3 separate regions of the Sus scrofa genome follow, and regions 2 and 3 are each linked to region 1. Evidence: chromatin contacts called from public promoter capture Hi-C data. All regions are on one chromosome and are shown on one strand. The core of a region is the stretch at or near the end of the contact, and the rest is flanking DNA. Distances in the headings are between cores, read along the strand shown.

What was found. Promoter capture Hi-C pulls out the DNA fragments that hold promoters and counts their contacts.
Region 2: a contact with region 1 is called in a promoter capture Hi-C map of liver, with 7 times the contacts expected there. The contact joins the promoter of CCNB1IP1 here to the promoter of CHD8 in region 1. A contact is called at or near these places in 1 of 5 promoter capture datasets (liver) and 1 of 2 datasets of contacts at active chromatin or transcription factors (skeletal muscle).
Region 3: a contact with region 1 is called in a promoter capture Hi-C map of liver, with 7 times the contacts expected there. The contact joins the promoter of APEX1 here to the promoter of CHD8 in region 1. A contact is called at or near these places in 1 of 5 promoter capture datasets (liver) and 1 of 2 datasets of contacts at active chromatin or transcription factors (skeletal muscle).

The regions. Positions count from the first base shown.
Region 1 is chr7:77,716,895-77,721,740 of Sscrofa11.1, forward strand. CHD8 (chromodomain-helicase-DNA-binding protein 8) reads left to right here and starts at 2,582. Exons shown (of 37, transcript XM_021099301.1): 1 at 2,582-2,694. RAB2B (ras-related protein Rab-2B) reads left to right here. Exons shown (of 8, transcript XM_013978245.2): 8 at 1-317.
Region 2 is chr7:78,551,371-78,556,216 of Sscrofa11.1, forward strand. CCNB1IP1 (a long non-coding RNA gene) reads left to right here and starts at 2,310. Exons shown (of 7, transcript XR_002345959.1): 1 at 2,310-2,429. It overlaps PARP2 (poly [ADP-ribose] polymerase 2), which reads right to left and starts at 23. Exons shown (of 16, transcript XM_005656314.3): 1 at 1-23.
Region 3 is chr7:78,451,149-78,455,994 of Sscrofa11.1, forward strand. APEX1 (apurinic/apyrimidinic endodeoxyribonuclease 1) reads right to left here and starts at 2,853. Exons shown (of 4, transcript NM_001139471.1): 1 at 2,664-2,853; 2 at 2,276-2,463; 3 at 1,639-1,831; 4 at 701-1,494. The coding sequence starts at 2,721. The coding sequence ends at 977. It overlaps OSGEP (probable tRNA N6-adenosine threonylcarbamoyltransferase), which reads left to right and starts at 3,519. Exons shown (of 10, transcript XM_013989066.2): 1 at 3,519-3,817. The coding sequence starts at 3,703. It overlaps TMEM55B (type 1 phosphatidylinositol 4,5-bisphosphate 4-phosphatase), which reads left to right. Exons shown (of 7, transcript XM_003356721.5): 7 at 1-613.

The DNA.
Region 1 (4,846 bases), core at 1,332-3,831:
AATGAATGCCCCTAGCAGTAGTAGTAATTGTTAACACTGCACCACAGGAAGCTGGAAGGCATTTGGATTATTGCTCTGATTGTGGTTTTGTTTTTGAAAAGTCTTACCTCATTCCAAAAAGGATTGAGGCTGTTGAGTTTGGCCTGTTCCCTCACACTGACAACAAAACTAAAGTAAATATAACTTTATAGTTTCTGTATAGTTTTTCTTTACCAACAAAAAGATCTTTGGTCACTGGGATGTATCAGTGCAATGATCAGAGATAACATCCTATCTAGAGCTGTTGCTTTCAGAGTCATTAAAGGATACCAATTTGATATTTTGGAGTATATCTTTTTTTTTGTTTTTTTGTTTGTTTTTGTTTTTGTTTTACTTGTCTAGGGCTGCACCCACGGCATATGGAGGTTCCCAGACTAGGGGTCAAGTCAGAGCTGTAGCTGCCGGGCTACACCAAAGCCAGCAACGCAGGATCGGAGCCAAGTCTGCAACCTACACCACAGCTCATGGCAAGGCCAGATTGTTAACCCACTGAGCAAGGCTAGGGATGGAACCCGCAACCTAATGGTTCCTGGTCAGATTCATTAACCACTGAGCCACAATGGGAACTCCTAGAGTATATCTTTTTGATCTGAATCTGACATCCAGTTGTATCATGCAAAGCACTAATAACCTCCTATACTCAACTATTTTACCAATTTTAAGGGAGGCATGAGAAGCATGAATTAAACAGTCGTGAAGAATTATAGAAAGTGGATCTCTCACCCTCATGTGAAGAATGGTAGTTATACGGTAATATGGGTGTTTGGTTTTTGAAGACCAGAGCCATTGGAAATCATACCATATATAGCAGTCTAAAGCATTACTATTTATAGATCATTGCAGAGAGCAGTCATCCCCTTCCCTCTTTCTATAATGCCTATTAATTGGTTCCTTTGCTAGTTTTATTTTGTACCCTTTGTAAGCAGAAGGGTAAGTTCTCACTCCAGAAACTTAGTAATTAAGGTCACATCTGTATATGCATTTACAGACAAACACATTGTTCTGGTAAGTTCTAATACTGACATCAAATTTGATAAAAGAATAGCAGCAGCCGAGGAACAATTTGGCCAACAGATTTTGCTGTTACACAGAGAAATGTATTTGGCCAAATGTCAATCACCTTGGTGATAAAATACTGACACAGATGTCTCCTAAGGTGTCTGAGCTTCTGCCACGTGTGACCATGCAAATGTTACTCCTTGAGAAATTCCTTTAGTAATTTGGAAAGACTCCCTTCGAGAATTCAAAAAAGAAAAGCTGGAATTCCTGTCTGGTTAGGGGTAACGAGTCTGACTAGCATCCATGAGAATGCAGGTAAAATCCCCAGCCCCCCAGGGTGGGTTAGGATCCCACCTTGCTATGAACTGTGGTGTATGTCACAGAGGCTGCTTAAATCCCACATTGCTGTGGCTGTGGAGTAGGACAGTGGCAACAGCTCCAATTCCACCCCTAGCCTGGGGAGCCTCCATATGCTGCGGATGTGGCCCTAAAAAAAGAAAGGACAAAAACAAAACAAAACAAAAAGTTCTTGTAGCTAGTTGCAATACCAGTAGAGATTTAGACTAGAAAACACAGGAGAATCTTATTGAAGGCAAGAGAATTTCACCTACAATAAAATTATTTCCTTTTCAATTTAAACGCAGTTTTTAGGAAATTACTTTCTGAAGCCAATGTTTCTAAGGCTAACTCCTAACACGCCTCCTCTTGCATATAATTTCACCTCTAAGACTTCTATCATTTGCTCTGTCTATATTCATGGGTAGTTTGTGTGTATTGATGAACTGAGTTTTTTTTTAAAAAGTTAAAATTCTTCCCTAAATTCTGTACATCTTCCATGGACTAGCGGTACTCTGTACTGACAAAGTCAGAGCACTGGACAACTTGCAAGAGAAACATAAGGATTAGAAGCATCTAGAATAGATGCATCACCTATGTTGGTCTTAAGTGGATATACTGAGGAGTAAGGTGTCTCTAAAGGATTATCCCAGGAACTCGGAAAATCCACTCATTCCAAGAATTCATTTTTGCTTCTTTGATTTGGTTAAGGTGGCTAGATTTGGTTAGGATCTTTCACTTGTATGACGGGGGTGGGGGGGTGGGGGTTGCTTCCGGGCACATTCAGCATTATTCCAGGCTTTCTCCCCATCGTGACTAAGGGGTACTCCGATTATACAAAGGAGTGTACATTGGGGTTGTATCTAAATAGTCCGATAGAACTATTAGAACAGAGACTTCAAATTCCTTAAGCACGCCTTCTTCCTCCCGGCCCCAAAGCACCAGCCGGATCCAAGATGGCTTCCTAGAGCCAGGTAACTAAATGTTATTTTAGTTTAGAGCGCCCCCAACGCCGGGGGTCAAGAAAAGAAGCCGAGAGATCTCAACGCCACAGAACTGACCCGTCAGAAGCAAGCTACCGCCAGATTTTATTTTCAATCAGGCATATCTGCGGTTGCCTCAGCCTTTTAGGACCTCCCACCCCAAGAGACTTCCTGGATGGCACTCACTCTACCCTGCTGGAGGAGGCCGGCCGTCGGCCCTGCCATTGGTGGATGGGAGCGTAGGTGGGCGGGCCCAAGGGAGAATGGACTACTAGCAAGCTAGATTGAAGCGAGGGCTGACCATGCTCCGCCGGAAGGCGCCTTGTTCTCAGAAAGGGTGAGTTGAAACGCTGGCTGGAAAGGAGGTACCAGGACTTGTTCAGGTAGGCTTTCCGCTCACGCCCGCCGCTTAGTGCTGGTCCAAGAGTCTTTGCAAACGCTGAGGCTCTTAGAATTGGTTTCCATAACTCATCCTCCTCCTCGCTCCCCCCGCCCCCTGCCCGTCCCCCAGTTGTGAGGAATCAGGTGCTGGGTGATGCTCTGGACTGAACCATTCTCCTTTGTGAGAGGCTGGGGGAGAGGGCGGCTGCCAGGCCCGGGGCCCGAGCCGGGCCGAGCCGCGAACCCGGCTGCTCTGAGCCCTGTGGAGTTTTCAAGGCTTGTCATTGCATTATTGAGCTTCGTGTAGATTTGAGACAGCTCCTTGTTCTCCTTGCTCCTTCCGTGGAGGGAAAACTCCCCGGCTCCTTTTGGTTACTCCATACTTTGGGCTCAGAAGTGGGAGGTTAGGGTTTTTTCCTTTTTTTTTTTTTTTCTGCTTGTTTTTTGCCTTTTAGTAATAAAGGTGGATAGGAAAGCATGGGGTGAACGTGGGCAGATTGGTTTACGTTATTAGATGTAATTTCTGTGGATCTTTGGGAGATCAGAGCAGGCTCTTGGACAGTGTTTAGAGATGGGGAAGAGAGAGGAACTCAAGCCTTGCATCTCCATTGACAGGTCTGCAGAGCTCAGTGGTTTTTCTGTTGCATTATGTAAACTCTTCACTAGCAGGAGATACCTCCCCCTGCCTCGGAGTGAATGCAATTTTTTATTTTCCGTCTCCTCTGTCGCAGGAAATTTCCCTGCCATTGCAGCAGCTGTGCACATGTAGCAGTTCCTACCTTTTAAGGAGCAGTCCCGAAATGATTAAGGCCTTTAAGGACGAGGTGAATAGTGGTGTGTTGATATTTAGTGGACCAATCTCTTTTGACTCTTTACGCTCAGTGACTGAGCATAGTGAGCCAGAAGTCGAAGACATGGCACTCCGTGTCTTTTTCTCTTAAAGAATAGACATGGTGGAACGCCCCAAACACCAAAGGTCCTGCATTTTCTGCATTGTCTGTGTCTGCTGCATCCTACCATCACACTAGCATCCACAGACTGTTTACTCTTCATCTTGTTCTAAACCTCTTCATCTTGTTCAATTGGGGATTCTCTGACAAGGGTATCTGTAACATCTGATGAGGTCCTATCTGGTGTGGGGTACTAGAAGGTGAGTTTGTGATTTGAATAATGTTAGTTAATTAGGTAATGTCTTCTGCTTAGGAATTTCTTTTGTATTAGTCACCAAATAAATTTCAGAACAAACTGTGGTCAACCTCTTAGGGCCAAAATGTGGGAAGCTTCTCATTCCAAGTATTTTGGATTATCCCACCCCTTAAAAGAAAAGAAGAGCTATAGAAAGGAAAAACAACATTTTCCATTTAGGAAGACCAGTCACAAGAATGGTATGCTGGTGGGTCTTCAAGGCAAGATGAAGGACATTGGCCAAAGAGAGGGTAACTGTGTATGGGAGAGGTAGGCATGGGGGGAGGTTTAAAACTGAAGTAGCAAAGGAGTAATGGATTGGGATAAGAGATGATGGAGCAATGCTTGGGGACTCGCAGCGTTCTTGCCTTTCCCATATTTGATCTGTCCTGTGCATTTGGCCTTTTGAGTGTGTCGTTTCCCAAATTGACAAAATTGATTTAGACACGGATAGAAAATGATAGAAATAGAAATCTGCTGAGCTGATCTGATCTGGTTGTGAACCACCATAAAACACAAATTTCCCAGGACAGCCTTCTCTGCCGCACCCATTGGGTCATGGGTAGCAGAATCTTGGCATTGTGGTAACCACCACTGTAGTTTGGTTTGTAACAGGAAAATTTGCCGTTTCATGTGTAGGGTCAAGTTTCTGATAGGTAAGGTAGGGTGGTGAAGGGGTTCAATCTTTAAAAGAAACCATTGCACACGTGTCCTTAGAAAAGGATGCCATTCGAGGGGGGCAAAGCTACCACTTAAGATTAATTTGTGAGTGCCAGGTACTGTGCTTGCTTACTGAAAGAATGGAATTTGATATTCTCATCTGTGGAAGGACTGTAACATTTTCATAGCAGCCAGCTGAATGCTAAACGCTTTGAAGATATTTGTCCACAGTCCTGAAAGGCTTAAGCTATGCTCTGAGCTTA
Region 2 (4,846 bases), core at 1,060-3,559, 830 kb after region 1:
TGCGTCCTGGAGCGAAGCTGCCTGCACCGGACGGGGACGAACGCGCCACAATATTTGCATGTCGCAATGTCTTATGGGAAATCACCATAACTATGAAATCTCTCTACTTATGGGAGTTTTATAAGTGCTCACAGAAGCAGTTTTCCTACGTAGGGCGGAGAGAAGCTCATCGGTGGGGCTACGCGCTGAGTGCATTCAGTCACTCTACCCCATGTCCCTTGGGAAGGTCTGAGACTAGGGCCAAGAGCGGCCCTAACAGGGCCCTCCCTGAATCTCAGGGAGGTGAGTTCCCAGAGAACGGGTCTCCGCGCGAGGGCAGACTGGGCAGGAGATGCCATGAGACCCCGCCTTGAGGAGGGGCCTGGCGGATGCCTCCTGAGCCGGAGCTTGGAACAGACTCACGGCCAGCGAAGTGAGTTCAATGGCTGAGGTGAGGTACCCCGTCAGGGGGCCTCATAACCCAATTCAGACTACTCTCCCTCCGACCTTCTTTTAAAGAAATGCATGATTTAAGCGCATCCTGTGTGTGAGCACTGATCTTCAATAAACGAACTTGAAATACACAGAAATATCTTTTGAGGCAAGGAATATCTTGAGGTAAGGAATGGGGGGGGTTCTCAAAGATATATAGTATAAGGGAAATATTGATAAATTTGATTATATTAAAATAGAGAAATTTTGGGAATTCCCATTGTGGCCCAGCAGTAACGAACCGGACTAGGATCCATGACGACATAGGTTCAATCCCTGGCCTTGTTCAGTGGGTCAGGGATCCGATATTACCCTGAGCTGTGGTATAGGTGACAGACGTGGCTTGGATCCTGTGTTGCTGTGGCCTGATTTGGCCTGGGAACTTTCATATGCCACGAGTGTGTCCCTAAAAAGCCAAAAAAAATTAAATTAAGAAATTTTGTTCATCAACATAAATGAAGAAATTTTTTCACTACTTGCATGCTGTTTGATTACAAATATTAAAAAAAATCGGAAGATACTGGGAGATAATTTTTTTAACTCAAAAAGGAAGCTTAGCAAGGCTAATAGAAAAATAACACGTAAGAATAAATTTTATCTTTTAAAAAGAGCTTCAAAGAAATAGAAAAAGATTTTTTAGAAAAGATACAATTTAAAATAACATAAAAGCATATCAAGTACTTGGGAATAAATCTGACAAAATGTAAGTACTTGCTCAACAAAATGTTTGCTGTATTGGATTGGTTGATCTGTTTCTGAAGATAAATCAAAGCTTGTTGCATCTGACTTAATTATGGCACAAATAAGCTAGACGGGCCTAAAAGGCATTACTTTGGAAATAGGAAGATGTATAAAAATGGAAATTTATTAAAAATATCTAATATTTACTAGAGCTTTCTTTGTGTACTAGACACTGAACTAAGTGCTGTACATGCACAACCTCATTTAATCTTTATATTGATAATAACTAGAAATTATTTAGTGTTTACTATGCAGTAAGCTTTACATTTATTATTTAATTCTCACAGCAACCCTACAGGGTACGTATTATCCTTATCTCCATTTTGTAGTTCAGGAAATTGAACTTTAGAAAATTTCAATAATTTATTCTAGATCGCACAGTGTATTAGTTTGCTAAGGCTGCCATAACTAAGAACTACAGACTAGGTTACTCAAACAATAGAAGTTTGTTTTCTCAAAATTCCGGGGGTTGGAAGTCCAAGATTAAGGTGTTGGCAGTACTGGTTTCTCCTAAGGCCTCTCTCTTTAGATTGCAGATGACATACTAGGGGTCTAATTGGAGCTGTAGCCGCCGGCCTACGCCAGAGCCACAGCAACGCAGGATCCGAGCCATGTCTGCGACCTACACCACAGCTCAGGGCAACTCCGGATCGTTAACCCACTGAGCAAGGGTAGGGATCAAAACCGCCACCTCATGGCTCCTAGTTGGATTCGTTAACCACTGCGCCACGACGGGAACATTTTTTTTTTCTTGCAGTATCTTTCTTACTAAGCCTGTTAACTTGACTATTACCCTGATGATAAATTCTAACTTGAGTAGATCTAGACTGTTTATGATGATACCTCACATAAATGAACCTTACATAAATGAACCATGTCGAGGTCATAAAGGATAGGTAATTATCCTAAAGGAATGAAAATTGTTTGCAGTAAGTCCATCTAAACAAGAATATATGTAAATAGCTTGGATTAGCCTGTCTTTGCTTGTGCTAAGTGTATTAACTCAAAAGGAAACTCGGTTTAAAAAGTTCAACCTAAAAACAGTGCAAGTGGCATCACCCGTCCTTAAAGAGACCTGGAGAAGGAGGGGATTACATCATTTCAGCACCATTTAAGGTAAATGAGGAGGGAATCATCATCAGCCAATCGGGCTCAAAGGCCATTTCCCAATGTCACTTCCTGTCTCTCTACTTTCTCTCCATTTTGGTGGTGGGCTGGTGAGTGTGCACGTAATTTTGCTCCCTAATTGTTTGAATTTTTCTTTGACTTGAGCTGTTGTATCCTGTCGGCGGGCCTTTAAGTCTGCATCAGAGTGTAAGTTACAGGGTGATTAATTTTGGCCGTGTGGAGATTGGGGGAAAGCAATAAAATGATCTTCCTGGTTGTTTCCACGTGGGTCTCTGCAGTTCTGGGTCTGCCTGCCTTCTCCGAGACAGAGTGACCTAAAAACTGTAGACTCTGCTTCATTTACAGAGTGCTCCTGGAAAACACCTGGATTCATTTTGCTTGGGAGAAAAGACACTTATTATCTCTATGCCAGTGGATTCTTGGTTTTTTGTTTTTGTTTTTTTTTTGGAAAAGGACAGATTTATTACTTGTAGCAAGTAAGGAGAATGCCACAGATATTTCTCAAAGCAATGTCTCAATGCTGTTTTGACTTCTGTCTCCCTGAGTGAGTGCGTATCTCTTGGGAGGAGGAGTTTTAATTCTGCATCTGCAGGGCCCAGGTACTTACTGGGTTTGTGGGGGCTGCAATGGTTGTCTTTGTCGTGATCTTTGCTCAGAGTAGTTTGACTTTCTTAGTGGGACTAGGTTGCAGACTCGCAAGTGAGATGATTTTAATGAGCTCTAAGAGGAGATCCCAGTTTTAAAGTTAGCATTGTGGTGATGGTGCCTTAAAAAGCTTAAGATATATTTAGAAAGAGGAGGGGCCTTAGCTTAGTTCAGGCCTAAATCAAATTACAACGCCACTGGTTTCTCCTCCAGTGACCTTGGGTGAGTCAGTGAACCATTCTGAGGCTCAGCTTTTGAAGATTAAAGTATGAAGTCCAGGCACTAGTCGATATATAATAAATGTTAAATACTTTCTAGAAGTAAGCAATGATTTTATTCTGGATATTATTTTCCTCGTAAAAAGTTTTAGTGACATTGAGTGATGATATACACTAGTTTGAATATAATATATTGTGGTCCTTATAGGTAAAAGTGTGAGAAAGACAAAATAATGCATGGAAAATGGGAATAGCCAGTAGTAGACCCTTCATAATCCTTACAATAATTATCAAGTTTTACTGTTAAAATTAATGTTATTGAATAGTAATATATTAACATTATTCAAAGTTCAAAAGGGGTTATAGACTTTGTATAATGAAGTTTCTTAAGCCTGATTCCTCTCTCCAATAAGTGTTAACAATTTCTTGTGTATTTTTCCTGATATTTTATGCATCTATAAGCAAATATGTGTATTTACCCCTCCTCTCTTCTATGCCTACTCTACCATGTATCTTATTTTTCCCACTTAGATTTTCAAATGAGTAAATATAGAGTGTCCACATTCTTTAAAATGGTTACATAACAATCTGTATGCACATGCTATAGTTTACTTAACCTTTATTGTTGGACATTTAGGTGGTTTACAGTCTTGTTATTTCCTGCAAAATGAAAAACCTAGTGATGCATAAGTCATTTGTCACATGTGACATTTCAGTGGGGTTTTTGATATGTTATTTTTCATAAGGACTCTCAATATACTGTACTTGCTGTTATTTTGTGGACATAGTGATGGCTAGAAACCAACACCCTAAATATCTTGATTGATCAATAAAGGGTTTTCTATTAAAAGTAAAACCATGCTGATGGCTTTTATGTGAATATATATATCTTTGCCCACTTCAGTTAGGTAAGGGATGGTTTATTTTCCTATGAACCCGTTTTGTGGGGAGGGGATCTTTTTAGGGCTACACCAGAGGCATATGGAGGTTCCCAGGCTAGGTGTAGAACTGGAGCTGTAACCTCCGCCTACACCACACCCACAGCAACATGGGATCTGAGATATGTCTGTGACCCACACCACAGCCCATGGCAATGCCGGATCCTTAACCCAATGATGGAGGCCAGGGATCGAACCTCATGGATGCTAGTAGAGTTCCTTATCGCTGAGCCATGAGAGGAACTCCTGAACACATTTAATGTGAAGGAATGGCAGCATGAACCGGAAACCACGTGTTCTTCATATTCTCAAGGGCAGAAGGGGCAAGTCTGCCATGTTTACTTAACAAAATGTGTGCTGGACATATTTTTGAAATAATGGTGTTGACTGAATAAACTCATATTTTAGCATTAAAGTTAGGGAAAATGGAAATGTTTTGGGGCTGTAAACATGCAAAATAAAAGAGGAGGAAATTCCTCCAAAGCTATTTATTTTAAAAGCATTTGAAGGCCCAGATCATATTTTGTAAAATATCTAGTTTTCCAGTTAGGAGATTTCGCTGATTGGGAAATAAATTAGTTTTAAATGGAAGTATGCTTTTATTGTTAAAGAGTAACTTTATATCGAATATGCTGGAGTCTTCATTCTTAAGTAGAGAATGATGGGAAGGGGGCAGTGGACTTTTTTTCCTTAAAAGTTAACAGA
Region 3 (4,846 bases), core at 1,603-4,102, 730 kb after region 1:
GGGCTTCTATCGGGGAGCCAAGCAGCTGCCTTTCTTTTCCCTGGGGAGAGGTAGGAAGGAGCCAGGCCCTCACCTAGGTTTGGAGGAGTAGGTAAGACCACTACTAGCCATCTGCTTCTCTCCAACAGTTGCCGTGTTTAGGGTGAAGTAGGTGAAATATTGTCCCTAAACCTGGGTCCTAAAAGATGGTTCTTAGCCTTGTCCTTCCTATATGCTCCCTGAGAGCCATTCCTGTCCCTTACACATTCCAGGGCAGGGTGGGGGTGGGTAGCCCTGGGGGGGTCTCCCTCCCTTGTGTGCACCATTAGGACCTTGCTGCTGCTATTGCACTTCACCAGGGGCTGGCTCTGGTCTCAGCACCCTCAGTCTCCTCTCCCCCCATTCTGTGTCCTGTGGGGGTGGGGTCAGCCGCTGCTCTGTACAGAACCACAGGAACTGATGTATATAACTATTTAATGTGGGGTATGGTCCCCTGGTCCTGAATTTCCCATAATTCCTCCTTTCAGCCTTACCCCCCAGTTGAAGTATTTAACTGGGCTGGGTAGGGTTGCTCTGTCATGGGAGAGGTTAGGGACTCATCCTGTGCTTGTAAATAAATAAGGTCATGACTGTCTTTTTCCAGTTGTTAAATCTGTGTGTATGAAAACATGAAGGGAATTTGTAGCCCCACAAAGGGGTAGAATACAAAGACAGCAATGCTGAAACTATGGCTTTTTATTTTCACATGGGCATTTCAAAGGAACTCATCAGTAGTTTTTAATATTAAAAAAAAAAAAGACATCCCAACACACACAAAAATCCTTGGGTTTAAAGGAAACCTACATCTGTTACTAGAAGCCTGGTTAAAAGCTGCAGTTGAGAAGGAAAATACAGTGCAGATTTCTCTAGAGAGCAGTTTTTAAGAAGTTTGGGCGTAAGAAGTTTAAAGCTAGTTTGATTGGCTTATATCCCAGGCTCAAACTGATTTGGGGAAAGGTCACAGTGCTAGGTATAGAGTAATGGGACAGTGGTCACTACCCAGAGCCTTGGAACGGATCTTGCTGTCACACAATGCAGGCAACAGAGAGTGAGACAACAAAAAATAATCAAGCCGCCATCCAACATTTTTAGATCGCGCATTCATCATGTAGGTCCAAAAGGTGTAGGCATACGCCGTGTTGGGGTAGAGGTGCCGGAAACTGTCAGCCAGTGGCACAGCCTGCAGCAATTCCCCAAAGCCTTGACGTTCCTGTGGAGTGAAGCCAGCATTCTTTTTGTTTCCCTTTGGGTTGCGAAGGTCAATTTCTTCATGAGCCACATTAAGGTCCCCACAGAGCACAAGGGGCTTGTGGGAGGCCAGACCCTTCAGGAATTTGCGAAAGGCTTCATCCCAGCGCTGGCGGTACTCCAGGCGTACCAGACCTCGGCCTGCATTGGGTACATAGGCTGTCACCAGCACAAATGCATCAAATTCAGCCACAATCACTCGGCCTTCCTGATCATGTTCCTCCTCACCTACAGAGATGATAAAACAATTAGCAAAAAAGGAGCTTAAGAAAAGGCACAGCAGAGAACAAAGGAATGAAGAACTGGGGCTGGAACAGGATACAAGCAATTGGTTTAGAAGAGCTTGGGGTTTAGAAATCAACAAGGTCTCACCAATGCCATAGGAGACTTTGAGTGGGCACTGGCGGGAGAGCAGGCCCACACCACTGTACCCTTCCTTGTCAGAAGGAGCTGACCAGTACTGATGGGGTAGTCCAGACAGCTCTTGAAGTTCAGCTGGCAGTTTGTTCTCTGAACATTTGGTCTCTTGGAGGCACAGGATATCTGGGGCTTCTTCCTTTACCCACTGTGAGCAAAATGAAAGGTATTATCAATTCAGAAGATTTACTAAAGAATCTATGCTAAGTACTAGAGGTACACAGGTAAGACACAGTCTCTGCATAAGGAATTTAAGTCACAATATTTAAACAGTTATTAACTGCATAAGTGGCAGGGAGGCAAGAAAGTGTTACATACAACACTGAAAAGTTTGTTTTCCCTTATAGGCACTGGAGAGCTAGCTGAGGTTTTCTAAGCCTTAGTTATGGAAGAGATGACATTAAACAAGACAATGACAGTAGAACTGTCCTAATGACATTTAAGAAATACAAGTGGTATGACTTGGTGAAAACCTTGTACCTCTCCCATAAGAAAACTACCGACAGAATTAAACCTAAGTGCTGGGGACAGAAATAGGAGAAGGTAATTAAACCCCAAGATCGGTTTCTACCCTTCCCTTCATTCCACTTACATCTAAACCTTTTTTCTTAATCCAAGCTCGAAGCCCATCCACATTCCAGGAGCAGATTTTGAGTGTGGCTGATTTGCCACTGGGTGAGGTTTTCTGATCTGGGGGGTCCTCATACAGGACTGCCCCATCACCTGCTGCCTCTTTTTCGGTTTTCTTTGCTCCCGCCTTACTCTTCTTGGCTTCTGGCTCTATAAAATAAGATAAACGTTGGCGGTATTTTAACTTTGATCCGGAGCTAAATATACAGTTACTGAGAACCTGCAGTTGCCGCGACTTCTTCACAAACTGCAAAAATGAATCAAATGGTCTGTACTTCCCGCTCATCAAGGGAATTACGGAGATCTCCACCGCCGCTTAAACGGAGAGGGGGCCCATTTCACTCTCTTACCAGACTTGGGCTCATCCCCATCTTCTGCCACCGCGGCTTTTTTCCCACGTTTCGGCATCACTGTAATAAACGCCCTTCTGTAGCAGTTCCACGTCGCCCACCGAAGCAGTGTTTCTACCGCGTTGCCTACAGACGCAAAAAAGTCGTGAAACCTGCTAGGGCTGGGGAAAGACTCCTCTCTAGAGCGCCCCCGCACCAGGTCCCGCCCTTCAAACCACGTTATCTCCGAATTCTTTCCCCGCCTCCATGCACTGTCCGCCTTTCGGACCCTCACCCTCAAGACTAGATCATTTCATACTGCCTTGTACCCTCCTCACGATATTGGGCCTCAGGACAATCCAGGGACTTAATTAAAAATCCTGACTCAGGCTTGCCGATCAGACGTCCAGAGAAGCCCCTATGATGGGTAAAAGAAGAGCACCTCTGTAACTGACCTGCTTGAGTCTAGTCAAGCTCCTCCTCACCCCAGCACAAAGAATGGAACACGCTGTGTCCCCACGTGGTAACTGGTGTGGTCACGTGATCTGAGATGCGTGTCTGGAGGCGAAGGAAGGCGGATGATTGGTCTGTTAGTGCCACGTGGCCGAAAGCTCAGCCTTGCCTCAGTTCTCTGTGTCTCCAGGGCACTGAGGGCCCCAGCTCTCCGTTCTCGGGCTGTTTATCGATGTGCCAGATTCTTGACTCCTACTGCCGCCCCGACCGGAGATCCCAAAGCTGTGCAGGAGGGAACAAAATCAGTGGAGAAGGCTGGGTTGGACCATGGGAGAGAGGCAGAGAAGCAGAAAGGAATTTAACGAGCAGATGCCGGCTCAAGGTCCCTGGCAATTAAGAGAACAGGCCCTCGAGGGGACCTTGATGCGAGGGGAGGGCCCGCGCGCTAAACGCGGGACTTGTTTGGTGTCCTGGTGCGCGGTTGGTAGCCGCGAACTCGTTTTCTTCCTTTGAGACCTGGCTTCTGCATTCCAGCGCGGATTGGTGAAGGCTCTACGGCTCCAGTAGTAGCTAGGGGCCCTGCCGGCGTTTCCTCCCAGGCTCGGCCATGCCGGCGGTGTTGGGTTTTGAAGGCAGCGCCAACAAGATTGGCGTGGGAGTGGTGCGGGATGGCACCGTGCTGGCGAACCCTCGGCGCACTTACGTCACGCCTCCGGGTACAGGTACGCTAGTAGGAAACTTGTCATTTGCGGCGAGCTTCTCCGTCACCGTCCATCTTCCTGAACGTTAGTGAAGCAGGGCGTGGAGCGCATTGTCCCCTCAATTTTTGATCCGACTCTGAGATTGTGTGACAGTATTAGCATTACAAGGCTGATGGTTTGAGGAGTCACAGACACTTGGATCTGGATCTTCTGAGTTCGTTCAGCCTTTATTGAGCTCCTTTTATGTGTCAGTTGTAAACTGGCTGCTGAATACAAAAATAGATGTATAATCCTGCTGTGGAGCTGGACATAAAAGCAGAACTTACACTACGGTGTTATAAACAGTATAACGTAGATGCAATCAAAATATTCTAGAATGAGAAATAATGTAAAGATTCCCAGCTTAAGTACCAGAACTGGCTTGCTTTTCAATATTCAGTCTTTGGTTTTGGACTTCTTTTCCTTATTCTTAAAAGGGAATGATAATATGTTTCTTTGTGTACTTGAGAATTAAAACACCAGACACATTACCACTTTTAACTTTTTTTTTTTTTTTTTTTTTTTGGTCTTTTTGCTATTTCTTGGGCCGCTTCCAAGGCATATGGAGGTTCCCAGGCTAGGGGTCGAATCGGAGCTGTAGCCACCGGCCTATGCCAGAGCCACAGCAACGTGGGATCCGAGCCGCGTCTGCAACCTACACCACAGCTCACTGCAACGCCGGATCGTTAACCCACTGAGCAAGGGCAGGGACCAAACCCACAACCTCATGGTTCCTAGTGGGATTCTTAACCACTGAGCCAGGATGGGAACTCCCCATTACCACTTTTAGAAATGTTATTTGTAAGTTATGTTGTGTCTTGCATAACCTCCCCCCAAACACCTGCATACATGGGAGGTTTGCATATACCGGAAAAGTCTCTCTGAAAGTCGGGTGATGTTGTGACAGATTACTCATTTGAAATATATATGTATGTTTTTGTTTGTTTTTTGTTTTTTGGTCTTTTCTAGGGCCGCTTCCTGCAGCATATGGAAGTTCCCAGGCTAGGGGTC